3 separate regions of the Mus musculus genome follow, and all the other regions are linked to region 3. A link is a contact called in public HiChIP or PLAC-seq data. All regions are on one chromosome and are shown on one strand. The core of a region is the stretch at or near the end of the contact, and the rest is flanking DNA. Distances in the headings are between cores, read along the strand shown. Region 1 overlaps Gm33897 (a long non-coding RNA gene). Region 2 has its middle 23 kb from the start of Gm46240. Region 3 has its middle 92 kb from the start of Gm33897.

Region 1 (3,906 bases), core at 227-2,726, 84 kb before region 3:
TGCCAGCCTGTGGTCGACAGTCTTTCTGATTCTGAAGTGGCCATCGTATGGAGTTGTTAGTCCTTAGAAATCACAGAGCCACAATGGGCAGGGTCCTGAGATCTAGTGTGAAGACTCTGTCAGGCCAGATTTAGCTCTCCTTAATGAGGATCTGCCTGCACTCACTGTCTTTACCACAGCCCCAGGGGTGAATAATTTCCTTTATTTTTTCTATAAGGAGTGCGGGGTGGGGACGGGTATCAGCGGGAGCCTTCGGGTGTCTTAAGCAGTCAGAGGTCACATGTCCTGCTTGTGATTTGCTAGGTCAGCTGAGGCGGGCTTGTGATGCTTTTGTAGTTAGCTCTTCTGTGTCTTGAAAGAATGGATATGCAGACAAGGCTTCTGTGGGATGGGATGTGCTATTGGGTCGGATAAGGGAGGTGTGCCCTTGAGAGCTCCTCTAAAAGGAAAAAAAAAATTGGCTAGAAAGATAGTAGGAGGTCTTTGTGGTGAGATAGCATGGGTGGAGGGGGTATATTCCAGCTATTTCAGAAGTTTGCGGGTGACTGCTCAGGTGGCTTGTGGGGACAGTTTTTGTTTGTTTGTTTGTTTTTAAAACCAAGCCTGTGAAGCTGGGGATGTAGTTCAATAGGTAGAAAGCTTGCTTAGCTTAGCATGAATGAAGCCCTGGTTAGTATCCCTACTACGGCGTTAAACTGAGCGTGGTCCCGTGTGCCTTTAATGCTATTTAATTCCTATACTTAGGTGTTGGAGGAAGGAGAATCTGCACACACAGATTCATCTTCTATACATACCAGCCTGGATTACCAAAATGAAACAACGAGAAATTGGGAGAACATAGTGAGCAAGTGGGCTACACAACAAAAAGGTCAAATGCCCCGCGCTGTACTTCAGAACACGGATGGCCAGTCTCCCTTGTTAGTTCTGGTCTCGTGCTCAATTTGGGCCATAGTAAACACGGGAAGGCACACACAGCCAATCCTAGAAGGTGCAGAGGTTAGCACACTCTGGCTTTGTCTCTTCATGATCCAGATGGCACCAGATCTCCCAGAGCTGCCATGCTTTTAGAAATATTCCCAGAAATTATTACGAGTTTATGAAGGATGACAAAACCTCTTCAACTTCCGATGCAAACACATTTGCGACAGAAAATGGATTAACTTCTGATTCCTGTATGTTCAAACCCTAGTTCAGCTTTTTCATCCACCTGGGCATAACAGTGGGGCCGAGTTTTTCCTCCTCCTGATGTCCTTTGTTCCCTCCTTTCTATTTCCTTCACTTGTTTCAAACTACGGGCAAGAACCAGTCTCTTCATGCATGTGAATTTCCCACTGGCAGGATCCCAATGCTCAGATTCACTGTTTCCCCAATGAGACTCATTCTCTGCTCAGCGTGTGATAGAAGCGCCTGGTCCTGCTTTAGCCCTGCCTGGGCCTGTCCTAGCAGCTTGTACAAATGTAAACACAGGCACTACAACTGTGGCTCACTGTGGAGGGCGGGGCTAGGGGCCAGGGTCCAAGACACGCCCAGAAATGCTCTCCCTCCCTTCGGGTTGCTCCTCCCACAGCCTGCTTGTTTCCAGAGCTTTACAGTGGAGCCACAAAACAGGAGGGTTCTATGGGGGTAAAAATCCGCCTGTTCTGGGCTGTGGCAATTTGCAAGTCCGTGGTATTCGTCCCTTTAACAACTTCCTGCAATGACATTTCTGTCAGGATGATGGGCAAATATGTGGTCAAGGCTTTAAATGCCAGATCCACACAGTTCATTGTTTTTACTAGCTCGCCTCCAGGAGTGGACCTTGATACCCACAAGAAGAATTTAATTAATTAGGCTGTGCTATGTATCTGAGTGCTTTTCCACATTTCTCTATTGTCTCATTTGCAACAAAGGTGCAAATCGCGGCCTTTGACATTTCCGCTGGAAGGAGCTCTCTCAGAGAACTTCATGAAACCAACCTCACCACTCTGGAACCGTGCAAGGAAAACCAGTGTTTTAAAACCATGGTAGACTTGAACACGTACTTCCCTTGCATGACATGAAACACAGAGACAACATACTTACATGGTTCAGGCCAATGAGAACAAATTCCTATCTGTCAAAACCACACAGGCAAACAAGAAGAGCCAGCCCACAAGTTGTCTTTAGTGTGACCGGAGGAACAACAGTATTTTACTCTAGTCTGTATAGTAAAAGTTACTCTTAAAACTCAGTATCACCAGACACTATGGTTTGGACATTGCTGTCTCTGGTCCTTTAAAGAAGGCTAAGGAAAGGTTCTCCATTCTCTTTTAGAAAAGATGAGATAATATTGGATTGCATGGATATCTGCTTAGACACATAGCCACTTTCTGAAAAGAAGAGAAGAGAAGAAAAGAAAGAGGGTATCAGGTTATGTCTTCTTGTGGGAAGTGCTCGTGTCCCACTTTCTGTGGCTTCGGCTGGGCTCTAGTCCCAGGATGCTCTCTCCATATCCGGGCCTCTTGCTCATGCGCTCCCCAGTTCTTTCTTGTCCATAGTGAGAGACTCAGGGCTGGATCCATCCACAGGGAGCTTTGATGAGAGGCAGGTTTTACATCTTTGAGAATGTCTGCTAGGATTGTTTTGGAACCTGTTGAAGAATGAGGCGAAACAACAAAACAGAGCCACAAGGTAAAAGACGGGAGCCAGAACACACAGGGTGAGCATCCAGTCTTGAGACTACATTTAAAGTCCCAGATCCGCATGCGGCTAAATTCAACTTGTTTCTGGCGTTTGCGCCTAACCCGTAGCAGCCATTTCTTTGTCGCAGGCAGTTTTAGTTGGGTCTGTTTCATTTATAGCCGCTCAGTCTGATTACTAGCCCGGGTGATAGATAGAGCACCTTCTCATTTAAGTTTCACAAAACTCCTTTTACAGAACGGAAGCAGGTTAAGAAAGGGGCAGGCACATGCATGAAGGTCCTTCTAGGAAGAGCAGCAGATCTAGGTCTCAAACTCATTTATGCTTTATTCTAAAATTCCAGGCTCAGCCTACGGGAGTCAGCTAAGCCAGGCCGTTCAGTAACAGCCAGCAGCTTGCATAGCTTGAAGGGTAATTCATTAATTCTTCGAGTGTTTCTCGAAATGCGTTTTGATCTTATTTGCCTGGTCTCCTATCTCTTTTCAGACCAGTCCTCAATTCCCTACCCACGGACACTTTTTTTTTTTTTTTTAATTTTATCTATCAGGACCAATTTGTGCTGTCCAAATAGTCTTGGATATCTGGAGAGTAGCCACTGGAGAGTGGACTACTTTAGGGGGCGGGGTTGGGGGGGGGGAGGGCGCTACATTCTTAAAGAAAAGGACTCTGTTTTCAGGTTTCAACAGCAGTTGACAGACAGTTGCACTGCTGGTCCCAAATGGTTTATTACTAAGCATACTCAGTCTTAGGGGCGGAGTCCTCTCTGCCCCTTCTTCCCCAGCAGGCGCCTTCTCTCCTCTTTCTGGTCTACATTCTGAGTAGCAGGCATTTTAAACAGAAGTTTCCTCAGTAGCTTTTGCCTCCTCAGGATACCTGTCATCTACGGAGGAGGAAACTCCATCGTTAGTACCAATCGTTAGGCTGGGGACTCCACAGATCAGGCTTGGGGACAAGAGTGTGGTCTATAAACCCGATTGAAGAGGTTTTTATTTTCCATGATAAAGTGCAAACAAGGAGACATTAGCTTGACCCCGTTCCCTCCCTGGGTGTGTGCAAGTTTTATAGAGCACAGAGTTCTGTCTTGAAAATGGAAGAGAAGAAGGTAAACACTAGCCTGGGAACTGAGGTGCTGGCTCCAGCTGGGAGGTCAGCTGTGCACCCATGACACCCGAAAGCTGTGATGTGGTAGATAACAACCCCCCACTGCCTGCCACAGCTGAGCTCCTCCCAAGAAGGTGCAGCTCAGCT
Region 2 (3,771 bases), core at 813-3,312, 120 kb after region 3:
AGCACAAAAATATTGCTTAAGTATATGCTATACATAATAACATAGTAGTATTAAAAAGTAAGATTCTTAGCTCAGTCTCCTATAAGAAAATGCTATGGTTGTTGGAGCTTACAAAACCTATAAATACATACTTGACAGTTCTAGAGGCTGGAAGTCTAAGATTACAGGGCCAGCATGATTGTGGTTGGCCTCCAGTGCAGGCCCTCCTCTGTGTCAGATGGGTGGCTTCTTTCTGTGTTCACACATGGGTACGAGCTCAAAGGGTAGGCAAGCTCTCCCACGATCCTCTTAGGGCACCGACTTCTATTCACCCTCCATTCATGATCACAATGAATAGGAATTATCTCCCCAGGATTTCATCTCAGAATAACCCCAGGTGGGATTTCAACATCTTGGAAAGTCCATAAACCCAAGGGAATAAAAATAAAAAGGCAGGATGACATCAAACTTATAGGAAGACAAATTGAGGAGTGTCTTAGGGTTTCTATTCCTGTGAAGAGACTCCATGACCAAAGCGACTATTATAAAGGACAACATTTAATTGGGGCTGGCTTACAGGTTCAGAGGTTCAGTGCTTTATCATGAAGGCTAGAAGCATGGCAGCATCCAGGCAAGCTTGGTGCTGGAGGAGCCGAGAGTTCTACATCTTGATCCATCTGCATCCAGAAGACGACTGTCTTCCAGGCAGTTAGGAGGACAGTCTCAAAGCCCACCCTGTACAGAGACACTCTTCTTCTAACAAGGCCACACCTCCTTATAGTGCCATCCCCAGGGACAACTATATTCAAACCACGATGGGAAGGAACCCAGATCTTTGCAAAATGTTACCAGTGACATCACCAAATAATTGGCACGGAACTGGCCTCATAAATACTCGTGAAAAAAATGGATGCATAATTAATTAAAGTAAGTGTGACAGAAGGTGCATGGAATCTGTGCATGCTCATGATCTATGAAAACGAGAACTTGAACAAATAATTTTGTATGGAGAGTTTGTAGTCTACTGCCAACGATTGATGCTCATTGACACAGTATAGAGTGATATGGTAGACAACTCTTAAGTCTATACTAACTGAAAAGGATAGACAGAAATATTCCTTCTCATGGGTGACAGTTGACATTTCAGTAATATAATGTATGAATCTCTCCGCCCAAAGGAGTGGGGTCTGCTAATGTGTCCACCAACTTCCATCCTGTTAAGCTTGGACCTTGTCCATGATGGTCACTTTGTCTCTGGTGACTTTATGCCACACCTCCATGATGATTTTTCTCCTGTTTTCATCCTGTTAGAATGCAGTTACTGCATTCTACATTCTGCCATTTTGATGGCATCCATAGCTGCCTAAATTGGGGGGGGGGTGTCTGTCATTTACTTCACATAACTTTATACATCTTGATTCAAACAGTTTAAAATTTAAGACTTGAAGCCTGAAACCCTATTTCCATAAAGTAGTTGTGTTCTTCATGAATATAATTCAGACAGTGTGGTCTCCTTTGATCACTGACAAAACTCAGCACATTCAACTGAGGCTCCAAAAGTGTTATCTTCCATATATATCCTTGTATACAGATGTATTGGGATGGAGTGATTCCCGCAGATACAGGTTAGACTAGGAATATGTTTATATGCTTTGCTCAAACATCTGTGTTGACAGAAAAGCAGTTTTCCTATCTTTGGGTCTTTCATACAAATTGATTGATTTTCTGAAAATGACCTATTTCATGCAGAAGATATTGCTCAGTTGCTTCCTCGGCACATAGGTTGGATGCCCAGGATCTCATAAACCAGATGTGTCTCAGGACACTGCCTGATGTCTCCAGACTCAGAAGTGGGTAAGTGGGCAGGGAATGCTGAGATTCGAGATCATCTTCTGCTTAAAAACAAGCTTGAGTTTGATGCCAGGATGGGAAATGTAAGGCCCTATCTCAAAGAAAGAAAAACAAAATCTCCATAATATTTTAAAATCTCATCACAAAAAAAACATTCAAACTTCAGGGCAGAAGTGATTGCTTACCAATGTTCAGCCTTGCCAGTCTCTCAGAGCTAGGCAGTAAATATTTGTTGAATGAATGACTGTCCTCCCATTAAGCAATGAGGCTGCTTTAGCAATCAGACCCCTTAAATGGCATTATTTACTTGCTGAAAATGTGTTTTCCATATTGGCTAAGTTGTTTAATTTACATAGGCCTGTTGCCATACTGCTCTGTCACAGATCAACTGCAGAGCACACCCATCTCTTTTCTGACCTCCTTCTCACATCTAGACATGTTGAAAAGCAAACCCAGCTGTATCCATTTTGATTTAACAGCTCAGCCCTGCCCCGCCCCACCCTGCCCCTCTACCTTTAAATTGCAATTCTTTGATTTTCAATGCAGAGTTGACATGCCCCAGCCTGGTCTGTGATTCCACAAACGCTTTAGCTTTAGGTTATAAAGCAGACTCAAGTGGAGTCTTGTCTGCTTGTTTACTGGACTGTTTTAGAGACTGTTCAAATCCAAATGGCCGGGGGTGGGGGTGGGGGGAGATGGAAATTTAATGTGTTTCAGGCTTCGGTGCCTGAAGGTAAGGCAGACATTGGGTTTACCACTGCAGGTGAGCAGAAAAGACCTTTGAGCCTGAGCTATCCAGGTTTACCCCAGCAAATATATATCATACTCAAATGACAGGTTTTCTGTCAAATACTGAATGAGACACACCCACTCAGGAAAGTTGAGCAATTCTTTGCTTGTTCAATACTTTAATCCTCAGCTCAGTTAAACAGAAGCTCCAGCACACAGGACAGAAAGTACAGCAAACATCGGGCATGCCAAACACGACGGGACCTTTGCTGGCATTAACTCTGCCCTTTACTTCACCACTCCCCACTGGAAGAACAAGTTTGAAATTTTTTTTCTCTTGCCCTGGAAGCTGTTATTCTTATGACAAAAGACTGAGATCAATCACTATGCCAGCTCCACATCAGTCATTTGAAAGCATGACACAAGGGCAGGAATTACATTGAAATTTTAACATGTAAAGTGGTGGTAATGTGAAGGAATTGGTACTTGTTGACTATCCAAGAAAGGTTGATGCACCGTAATTCATTCGTAATTATTTATGAACACAAATCAGAGAGTTTTGAGTTGGGCTCTCTGTTAGCCATGGAAAGGAAAGAAAATGAAATCTCTTAAGAAGTCTGCAAAGAGCTGGGGAGATGGCTCAGTGGGTAAGTTGCCTACAGTACAAACATAGAGACCTAAGAAGAATCCATATGAAGAAGCCCAGAGCGGTGGAGACAGGCAGATGCCTGTGCCTCATAAGCTAGTCTACCTAACCTAGTCAGTCAGTCCCCGGTCAGTGAGAGACTGTCTCATAAAGTAGACAGCTTCTGAGGTGTAATATCTGAGGCTTTCCTCTATCTTTCCCATTCGAATACATGTAAAATCGAAAAAGAAAAATGCCAAACATGCACAATTCAACAGGTTCACATAGGTCAATATAATACCCATGATAGATACAGGTAGCATCATGGGATGAGCATGTAATAAATTTTGTGTCATTGTGTTGTCATTGGGTCTCAGTAATGTTTCCTTATGTCCTGGTCCTGGTTAGTTGTTTTTTTGTTTGTTTGTTTGTTTTCTGTCAACTACACACAACCTGGATTCCCCAGAGAAGGGGAATTTTCAATCGAAACTTTGCCGTGATCAGACTGGCCTGTGAGCATGTCTGTGGTGGACATTTTCCCAGCTGTTGACTTATAAGGAAGGGCCCAGCCTGTTATGAGAAGCACC
Region 3 (3,984 bases), core at 195-2,694:
TGTCTTGGTATCATTTCGAAGCCTCTCAGTTTCCTTCTCTGACATTAACAGAGAATAATCCTTCAAATTACTCATGTGAACTAATGAGACCAGTAATGAAACGGCTAGCTCCGTCATTGCTATGAGTGATGCCCTTTTAGAACACTCATTAAAAAACCTTTCTTGTCCTTCATTATGTGGAACATGCAATCCTGAAGTGTTGTAATTTACAGCAGGGCTAGGTTTCTGCTCTAAAATCCTCTCTGCTTTAACATACAAAATGCTACTTTTTCCATACTTGCATTACTCAAAGAGCAAAAAACAAAGATGAGAAATGAAACAAATTTTGAAGATAATTCTACTCATCTCCTCTAACTTGCCAATCTTTCTCCTAGAAGATGTTAAGAAGCAATACACGTGCCTCACTGAAGGAATAAACACACTCATCTGCAATTATTAGAAGCTACTTTGAAGAAAAAGGCCCACAAAGATAGATGGGCTTTTCCCAAAAGTCAGAATTATGTTTGTTTTAAAAGCAGTTATTGACTTTTCATGAGCAGTATCTCAGGCAGGCCCATCTTTTGTGATGAAATCCTGATGGTGTGAAAAGTTGAGTTCATCTGCATAGAACAGATTACATTGTGATCTGTGAAGACATCCCTCATTCGTACTTCCATACTCTCTGAACTGCTTCCTATGTCAATGATTTGAGTTGCTTACGTAAACACAATGGAAATTTTGCATTTAAATGGAAATAGAAGAATATACAGATGAAAACCTTTTCTCAAAGTACCAAGAATGGGGCCAGTGAGATGTCCCAGTGGATAAAGGTGCTTGATGCTAGGTCTGAGGACAGAAGCTCAACCCTGTAACCCACAGAATAGAACAAGAGAATGAACTCCCACGAGGTTTTCTCTGACTGACACATATGCTGTGGGACATGCCTTACTCTATCACATAAATAAACCAGTCAATAAATCAATCAATAAATATTACAAATTTAAAAAGAAATAGTATACACAAATTTTTGAATCAATAGAGTGTTCAATTTATATCGATCCAGAAATGAAAACTGTTAATTAAAAAAAAAGATGTTTATTATTTATTTATGTACACGTGTATCTCTCTGAATGTGTGAAGTGTGCATATATGAGGACTTAGAAGCCAGAGGAGAATGTATGCTCACCTGGAGCGGGAGTTACAGAATGTTTTATCAACTGAACTGTGTGCTAAACTCCACTCCTCTATAGAAGTAACAACTGTAGTCAGCTGCTGAGCCATCTCTCCAGTCGCAACTGTGTTCATTTTAACTGTTACAGGGAGACATGGATTTAGTGTGTGTGAAGCAGAATGTAACCAAGGTCCAAAATACATTTCAACTTTACACCACATATACCACAGACAAAGATGAAACTGAAGATGTTCGTGCCAAAGGAGAAGGAAAGGGGCTGGCAAGCGTGGCCTGACTAACAGATGACTAAGGAGAGGAGAATGTTTCTGATAGTTATAGGCTTCCCCAGGAGTAAGACACACAGGCCTGTTTGGTTGATCAGCCAAGCCTTGGGCTTTGCTGTCACTTAGGCTTCTTTTTCCTGTGAACGCTGGGTCTACACAAGTGAAAGAAACTGCAGTGGGGGCGGGGGGGGGGGGCGAGAAGGAGGGAGCCCGCCCCAGAGGTGGCTGAGTGTGGAATGACAGGAAAAGCCTCAACAATGGCTTAGCGCTTTAGTTCAGCATATCTAAGGAATCTTATTAGCAGTTGGGATGATAGATAGCAATAATATAGGGGTAATAACTTTATGCATCTAAGTACTTTAGAGACTGCATATAGTTTAAAGTAAATGCACCTCGGCAACAACCCTCTCTGTGTTATTTTTTTATTTTAGTCATTGAAGACCATCTTTTGGTCAAACACAATATATTTCCATCGGGGAGAAAAAGACAACCTTAAAATGCCGACATAACTCGAACAATTTGCCCTTTGAAACAAAGGTATGATTTCAAATCAACAGGGCTCTATTGAAATAAAAGTCTCACAGACAAGCTGAGATCTTAATAGACTTCATTATGTTGTTCAACCAAAATTAAAATCTGCACATTTAAAACAAACAAACAAACAAACAAACAAACAAAAAAACCCTCTTAACATGATTGTCTTCCTGTCTCACCTTGCTCCTTAGAACTCCTTGCTTCTGGGGAAGAAGCCGATTGCATTCCTGACTGAGCTGAGTCTCAGACAAGGTGAAGAGAATCATAACATTGGTTTTAGGGTAAAGCTCAACCAAAATGTTTAACGGTGATAAATGCAAAATAAATCCAGATTGTCTACCTTAGCAAAGAGAAGAGAAGCACGGTACTGGCCTTCCACATGTTTGGTATAAATAGACAGACATAGACAAAGGTCGAGGGAAAGGTTTTATATATATATATATATATATATATATATGCCAGCTATTTTTCTAGTGTTACTTGTGAGTGTTCTCATCAAGAGAATAATATTATAGTTTTTATTGTTTTTTGATAAGGGCTTCATAGCTGCTCATGGGTGGTCCTGTTCAATTTTGCCAATGGGTTTTTGCTTGGGAATTATTAGTGGCTGGGTACTTGACATAGTCATTGAGATGCATTTGTGTTTGGGTTGTCTCTATGTCCACACTGCTAGAAACCAACAGCGTCCTTTTCCCTCTCTCTTCCTCCTCTTTCTTCTAGTACGTCTCTGCATGAAGTCTGAAGTCCATTCTCACTGTTTTTCTGTGGCACATTATATTCCGCTCTGCACTGGCTCTTTGACACATTTGATTGCAAAGTTCAGTGTACCCTTTATTATGTGGTTCACAGAACTCTGTGGCAAACAGAAGCAGGTCCAGGAAAACATGATTTTTGGAGGGTGCTTAGGATGCACACAGGAACACACATGTACACACTCAACCACAGCACAGGGTCTTAAGTGATAGAAGGCAAGTGCTCCAGGTATAGGAAAAACAGTCTACAGTAAAGGGATCACAAAGAGCTTCAGAAAGAAGCTAACATCTGATTTGAACCACGAAGGATGCCAACATGCCAAAGAACAGCAAAGAGAAAAAATATTTAGGTGAAAATAAGCTTTAAACATGGCAAAATTGGGAGCACGTAAGGACTTGAATTTTGAATTTTGAATCTCTGTCAGCCACATAAAATCCAAAACCTGAGCATTCACACACACACACACACACACACACACACACACACACACACACACACACACACACAATCTTAGTGCTGGGGAGACAGACAGAGTAGAGTAGGAATTCCTAGCCAGCTAGTCTAGATGAATGGCTGAGTTCCAGGTTCAGTGAGACCCTGTCTCAAAAAATCCAATGAGAACTATTAAGGGATAGTTTCACACCTGAAAAAATGTTCAACATCCTTAATCATCAGGGAAATGCAAATCAAAACAACCTTGAGATTCCATCTCACACCAGTCAGAATGGCTAAGATCAAAAATTCAGGTGACAGCAGATGCTGGCGAGGATGTGGAGAAAGAGGAACACTCCTCCATTGTTGGTCGGATTGCAAGCTTGTACAACCACTCTGGAAATCAGTCTGGCAGTTCCTCAGAAAATTGGACATAGTACTACTGGAGGATCCCGCAATACCTCTTCTGGGCATATATCCAGAAGATGTTCCAACTGGTAAGAAGGACACATGCTCCACTATGTTCATAGCAGCCTTATATATGATAGCCAGAAGCTGGAAAGAACCCAGATGCCCCTCAACAGAGGAATGGATACAAAAAATGTGGTACATTTACACAATGGAGTACTACTCAGCTATTAAAAAGAATGAATTTATGAAATTTCTAGGCAAATGGTTGAACCTGGAGGGCATCATCCTGAGTGAGGTAACACAATCACAAAGGAACTCATACAATATGTACTCACTGATAAGTGGATATTAGCCCAAATCCTAGGATACCCAAGATATAAGATACAATTTGCTAAACACATGACACTCAAGAAGAACAAA

The links. HiChIP or PLAC-seq counts read pairs in DNA pulled down with a chosen protein or histone mark.
Region 1: an HNF4G HiChIP or PLAC-seq map of pancreatic cancer cells shows a contact between it and region 3. The contact joins two enhancer-like sites. A contact is called at or near these places in 1 of 15 datasets of contacts at CTCF or cohesin (the NIH/3T3 cell line), 2 of 484 Hi-C or Micro-C datasets (the 3T3-L1 cell line and germinal center B cells) and 2 of 115 datasets of contacts at active chromatin or transcription factors (embryonic stem cells and pancreatic cancer cells).
Region 2: a CTCF HiChIP or PLAC-seq map of the NIH/3T3 cell line shows a contact between it and region 3, with 11 read pairs. The contact joins two enhancer-like sites. A contact is called at or near these places in 1 of 15 datasets of contacts at CTCF or cohesin (the NIH/3T3 cell line) and 4 of 484 Hi-C or Micro-C datasets (the 3T3-L1 cell line, 3T3-L1-derived adipocytes, bone marrow-derived macrophages and 1 more).

The regions. Positions count from the first base shown.
Region 1 is chr10:96,721,200-96,725,105 of GRCm38.p6, forward strand. All of the region lies in intron 2 of Gm33897 (a long non-coding RNA gene), which reads left to right. Among named protein-coding and RNA genes, the nearest start is that of Gm33897, 7.4 kb to the left of the region's middle. Within about 2 kb of position 1,477, at least 146 of the 459 cell types and tissues checked have an H3K27ac peak or open chromatin away from gene starts, as enhancers often do. A contact at or near this core is called in pancreatic cancer cells, where this site is marked.
Region 2 is chr10:96,922,204-96,925,974 of GRCm38.p6, forward strand. No RefSeq gene overlaps it. Among named protein-coding and RNA genes, the nearest start is that of Gm46240, 23 kb to the left of the region's middle. Within about 2 kb of position 2,063, at least 26 of the 459 cell types and tissues checked have an H3K27ac peak or open chromatin away from gene starts, as enhancers often do.
Region 3 is chr10:96,805,332-96,809,315 of GRCm38.p6, forward strand. No RefSeq gene overlaps it. Among named protein-coding and RNA genes, the nearest start is that of Gm33897, 92 kb to the left of the region's middle. Within about 2 kb of position 1,445, at least 40 of the 459 cell types and tissues checked have an H3K27ac peak or open chromatin away from gene starts, as enhancers often do. A contact at or near this core is called in pancreatic cancer cells, where this site is marked.